Linked DNA regions of Hordeum vulgare: region 2 is linked to region 1. A link is a contact called in public Hi-C data. All regions are on one chromosome and are shown on one strand. The core of a region is the stretch at or near the end of the contact, and the rest is flanking DNA. Distances in the headings are between cores, read along the strand shown. Region 1 has its middle 140 kb from the start of LOC123444280. Region 2 has its middle 290 kb from the start of LOC123444283.

What was found. A called contact is a pair of places that touch in the nucleus more often than the background predicts.
Region 2: a contact with region 1 is called in a Hi-C map of leaf, with 4 times the contacts expected there. The contact joins two enhancer-like sites. A contact is called at or near these places in 2 of 6 Hi-C or Micro-C datasets (leaf and seedling).

Annotation. Positions count from the first base shown.
Region 1 is chr3H:463,743,353-463,746,194 of MorexV3_pseudomolecules_assembly, reverse strand. No RefSeq gene overlaps it. Among protein-coding and RNA genes, the nearest start is that of LOC123444280, 140 kb to the right of the region's middle. Within about 2 kb of position 1,259, at least 2 of the 3 cell types and tissues checked have open chromatin away from gene starts, as enhancers often do. A contact at or near this core is called in leaf, where this site is marked.
Region 2 is chr3H:463,896,484-463,899,501 of MorexV3_pseudomolecules_assembly, reverse strand. No RefSeq gene overlaps it. Among protein-coding and RNA genes, the nearest start is that of LOC123444283, 290 kb to the left of the region's middle. Within about 2 kb of position 1,406, at least 2 of the 3 cell types and tissues checked have open chromatin away from gene starts, as enhancers often do. A contact at or near this core is called in leaf, where this site is marked.

The DNA.
Region 1 (2,842 bases), core at 10-2,509:
GAGTTCCAGAAACAATCCTTTTGTTGCAGATTTGTTTTCCTTCGTCTTTCTACAACAACGGCCGTATTGCAGAAATAAATCCTAAAAGAACAAACGGGTTGCAGAAACAATTTCTCTAACTCCTGAAACAACAACCGCGTTACAGAAACAACGACCGTGTTGCAGAAAAACTAAAGAGGAAATGAATGGCTGCAAGATTAAAGGAGAGGGAGAGGAAGCAGAGGGACGAGCGACTGGTGGCGCGGGGGTTTGGGAGGATGGAGGCAGGGAAGGGCCGGCGGGAGGATGGAGGCAGGGAAGGGCCTACCCCCGCCATCGCGTCGCCGCCGGCGAGCGTCGAACCTCTGACCAGGTCACCTGGCTGCCATCTCCTCTCGGCAAAGCTGAATACCATTGATGCGTAATGGAGAGAGATTGCAGAAGAGATAAGATGAGGGAGAGAGACATCCGTGGTCCAATAACGCCACGTGTCGATCGAAGGAGGTGGCGGATGTTCCCCGCTCGATCTGTCGGTTGAGGGATAGACTTTTTCTTGATATACGCCTAAATAAGGAACAAATAAAACAAAGTTGAAATTTTATAACAAAAAAGAGTATGCTCGCGTATTAATTCTTCTATTATGTGAATTGTTTAAAAATTGGGGCCACATTTCGATTTTCGTTCGGGGCACCAAATTTCTGAAGATGACCCTGACTTCAATACTATGGAGAAACACACTTTATTCGTAGCATCAGGTCCAGGTGCTACCGCCAAAGGCTATGGCGGTAGCCACTTGCCACATTGACAGCCTACCGTGGTTGGTTGATGGTAAAAAGACGTCAAATCTGATTATTACTCCCTTCGTTCTTAAATATAAGATTTTTTAGAAATTTTAATATAGATTAGATATGAACCAAAATAAGTAAATCTACATCCTAAAATATATCTACGTATATCTGTATGTAGTTTATAATAAAATCTCTAAAATATTTTATATTTAAAAACAAAGGGAGAATTTTACAAACGGAACTCGTGCTAAACTTTCTCATAAGGGTCAAATAGTGAGTTTGGCCTTGGGGCGTCAATTCTCAAAGGTGTCTCGTAGGGAGCGATTCTGCACGCGATTTCTTTTCCGTGTCAATCGGCAGGGAGAAGTCCATTCTCAAACCGAACAAACGGAGACCTTTGCTTCGTTTCGGATAGCAGGACGGGATAGAGAGGAGAAGACGCTCGACAGTTGACGCCGACAACGGCGGCACGCGCTGGGCAGTAGTGTGATCTTTTATTTCGCCACGCGCAACCTGATCCTTTTTCGGGAACACGTGGCTCGCGAGTCTCCACACCGCAGTAGAGTACAACGTGCGGTCCAGCGCAAAATATAAGCGATAGTGTGGCTTTAATCCAGTTCCATGTCACCAGCAAAAAGAAAATGTCGGCATGCACGAGGAAAACGCGCTGGTTTGTGCTAATCTAGGTGACATTGACATGTAAGCAAAGCTCGCTCCCAGTTTAACGCGTCACTCACGCGACGCGTGCTTCTCACTGCGTGAAATACTGGGACAGAATATCTCACTGAACTTTGTTCAGTAGAAGTGCTACATCATTTGCACGCGGTCTCAAAAGCCATGCTTGCAGGGAAAATCAGACTCAAACTGTACGTGCTTGTTGTGATTCGAATGTTGCTGACCGAGAGGCAAAGTAATGTTATTGCAGGCATGCCAGGGACGTCAATGCCGGCCATCCGTTTACTTTCCATGCATGCGTGCGGATGCGATAAGATTGGCAGATATGTTGTGACGTGGAACTGACAAAGCGCCCCCTAAAAGTTCTTTCCTATCTATTTAGATTAAAACGAGAGTGATGAAACTGCGTCATCTTTATTGATGATGATATCTTATATACTTATCCAAAAAGATGTCTTCAAGGGGTGTCTGTACTGTTACAATTAAACACGCATTTTAATTAGAAGGAAATCTCCCCTTTTTAACTTCCATACGGTTGCAACCCCAGAGGCGGCTACCCCCTCTGGCGTGGCTCCCCATGGTGGAGACGACGGCAGGACCATAGTCGCGGCCCTGGCCGTCGAGCCAAAACGGCAACGAGGTGGTTACGTGATTTCTCGTGGTGGAAATCGGTTGGGAGAAAAGAGATGGAATCTCATCTCTTCACGAGTTATACACTTTAGCCCTTGCGGCTTCGTCTATTTACATAATAGGCCTGTGTGTATATGCCTCGCGACTAATTCGTGAACGTTTCAGGATAATTCAACATGGTCAAACTCTTAGTGCTATTCATTAGCACTTGTCATCTTTAGATCATGTATGCATAAATATGCAATTAACCTATTTTCTGTTGAGTTTTAAAATTCCAGAAATGTGTATATGTGTTTGCTATTGCAATGCCCTATACAACGACATTGTTTATGCGATTGAGATTAACTTTTCTCGCATAACAATATTGATTTGCGATTGAGAAATATATATTTTCTCGCTAAATAATCTTATTGCGATTGAGGGTTAATTTTCTCTCGCAAAATATTAATTCACCCTGCTGAATTATCTTGCAACTTGATAAAAGAACATCTCATTTAATTTGAGGTCTTCACAATTGAAGTTTTTCACTTAAGCATCAAGTTTGCAACATCATTACTATTCATTACAATAGTAGTGTGTTTCTGTTGACTACCGAGTTATATTCCAGATCTTAAGTTGATGTAATATATTTTCACGTTTATCACGTGTTGAGATTAATTACGTCCATTTGCAATAGAGATTTTTAATGTCTTGCAAAGATAAATTCAGTACCTCTCCAGTACTTTTCTTCGTTTAGTACGAGGTATTCCAGAATATTTCTATGATGTATT
Region 2 (3,018 bases), core at 157-2,656, 150 kb before region 1:
AAGAACAAATAATAATTTGAATCTTGAGAACATGTTTTGAAACCGAGACCAGTTTTGCAAACTCGTGAACAAATTTGAAAGCTCTAATATTTTTCAAAGTACAAACATTATTTCAATCTCGAGAACAAAATCTTGAAAAGGTGATTTTTTTTTTGAAAAATCGCAAACAAATTTGAAAAGCGTGACCAAATTTCTATTTAAAGCGAAAACATTATTCGAATTTAAAGAAGAATTTTCAAAAAAACATGAATTTTTTGGAAGCGTGAACATTTTTTGAATCTTGAGAACAAAATTTTGAAAAGGACAACAATTTTGAAAAATCCCAAACAAATTTGAAAGCATGATCACATTTTTTAAGCACAAACAATTTTTGAATTATGAGAACAAAATTTAAAAACAGAAATATTTTTATAAAATATGTAAAAAATCACTTTGAAAATCTCGTAATATTTTTTCAAATTCTGGAACATTTTTTAAAATTCCGGAAAAACTGTCAACTTCTGGAACATTTTTTTGAATTCTAGTACATTTTAACAAATTCCGGAACATTTGGCAAATTCAAGAACATTTTTTCAAATATGGAGCATTTTTTAATATGTGGAGCATTTTTTCAAATTCCGGAACATTTCTGAAATTCTCAAACATTTTACAAATTGCAGAAATTCTTTTCAAATTCCGGAACATTTTTTAAAATACCGGAATATTTTTCAAATTCCGGAACATTTTAAAATTTCAGAAACTTTTTTATAATTTCGGAACATTTTTTCAAATTCCAGAACATTTTTACAAATTCCGGTATATTGTTTGTATTTTCGGAACATTCTTTCAAATTTAGAACATTTTTTCAAACTCCGAAACATTTTTTCAGATTCTGAAACAGTTTTTTATATTCTAAAACTTTTTTTCAAATTCCGAACATTTTCCAAACTCCGGAACATTTTTTTCAAATTTCAAACATTTTTTCAATTTCTGGAACATTTTCCAAAGTCCGGAAGAAATTTTGTAATCGGAAACTTTTTTTCGAATTGTGAACAAATTTTGAAACCATGAACATTTTTCGAGTTGTGAACAAAGTTGGAATCTAGAAAAATAACCAAGTTTTGAAACTATGAATATTTGTTAAAAAAACTTGAGAAACTAAAACTATTAAAAAGAAAAAATAAAAAAGAAAGAAAAAGGATACAAAACAGAAGAAAAAACTGAAAAAATAGTGGATAACAAAAACGAACAGAAACAAAAAAAAAGGTTCAAGAACCTTATGGAAGGTCCACAAAACCGGAAAAAACCGCTTGAAACCTTCCAGCAGGTTCCCAAAACCGCAATCAGTGGAATCCTTATGGGCCATCCTGTCCCTTCATACGCCTGTGCGATACCCCGACACTTTGACGCAAGATGCGTCAAATAGCATTTTCCTATTTTTATGGTCTGAAAAACAGAAAAAAAATGGTCCTGCCCAGCGGGGAGGAGGGTTGTGCGTCCATTTGCAACGTTACGACTATTTCTCAGTTTAAGCTAGAAGGAAAGATTTGTCTAAAAAAAACTACTTTCTCCGTTCGAAAATAAGTGTCTTAAGCTTAGTATAATTCTTATATTAAAGGTAGTATAAAGTTGAGACAATTATTTTGGGATGGAGAGAGTAGATGAAAAGATCGTTCGCTTAGACTACGCTAATCGGGCAGGCACACTCACGAACGCATAGAGTAGGAGGAAAAACGCACTAACAGAAAATGGAACGCAGCTCGGATTCAAGCCGTCGTCTCTTGGCTTAGAGCAACTACATCAAGCCAGTAGATTGACTTTCGGTTCATGATAGTAGTAGCACAAATCGTACCTATAAAGAGGAAAAGAACCAGGCTTTCTCCAGGGTTTTCTCGTTTTCTTTTCCATTCTCCGGGTTTTTCCTTATTTTATTTCTTAAGCTTTTTTCATTTGGTTTATTTGCTTCATTTTTTGTTTTTCATTTTTTGTTTTTGTTCTTAGTTTCTTTTTTGTTTTTCATTCTAAATTCTTATATACAAGATCAATATTTTTTCGTGTTCACCATTTTTAAAATAATTATTCGACATTTTGTAAATACATGTTTAATATTTCTGTATACATCATAGATATTTTTCCAAATACTTGTTCAACATTTTCAAATACCTACTTGTTCAACCTTTTTCGCATACTCAATCAACCTTTTTCTAATACTTATTCAATATTTTTTAAATACTTGTTCAACATTTCCCTAATGCTTGATACCTTTTTTAAATACTTGTTCAACATTGTTCGAATGTCTATTCAAATTTTTCCAAAAAATATTTGTAGACTTTTGTAATAAATATATTTTAAATATTCTAAAGTATAAACAAAAAAAAATGGAAAACATAAAAAACCCAGAAAACAGGTTGTGGTCTAGCTCGCGTATGGGTCTGGACAGCGGGGAAGGGGGTTCTGCGCCCGTATGCTTTCCTATTTTACATTGAACTTTTAAAATTAAAAAAGTATTAGAAATTCAGAAAAATGTTGTTTGTTTTCAAAAATCCCGATAAAGTCCAAAAATATCCGTGTTTACGAACAAGTAATTAGTTTTTCGAAAAAATGTGCCCACGCAAAATCATTCATAGTTTCTGACATTTTGTATTATAATTTAAAGAAGTTTTAGTGTTCTAAATACATTCGTGTTTTCTAAGAAATGATTGCCTTATCAAAAAACATTTATAGATGCTCATAAAATCATATGTTAGAAAAAACATGTTCGTATTTTTTGAAAATGTTATCAAATTTTATTGAATGTTTACTTTATATAACAAATTCCATGTTTTCTAAAATATCAACCACAAATTCAAAAATGGTAGAAATAGATTGTGGGTTCAATAATTGCCTAAGAATCTTAGGGCGCTTGCTAGAGTGCCCTTGCGGATGAGACGACCAAGCTGGGGCGCCCCTATGCATTTGGTCGCCAATTTGATGCTAGCAAGTATCCCGCAAGCTTGTTAATGACCTAGCTTACAATCTGAGATTTTATTTTTTGATGGT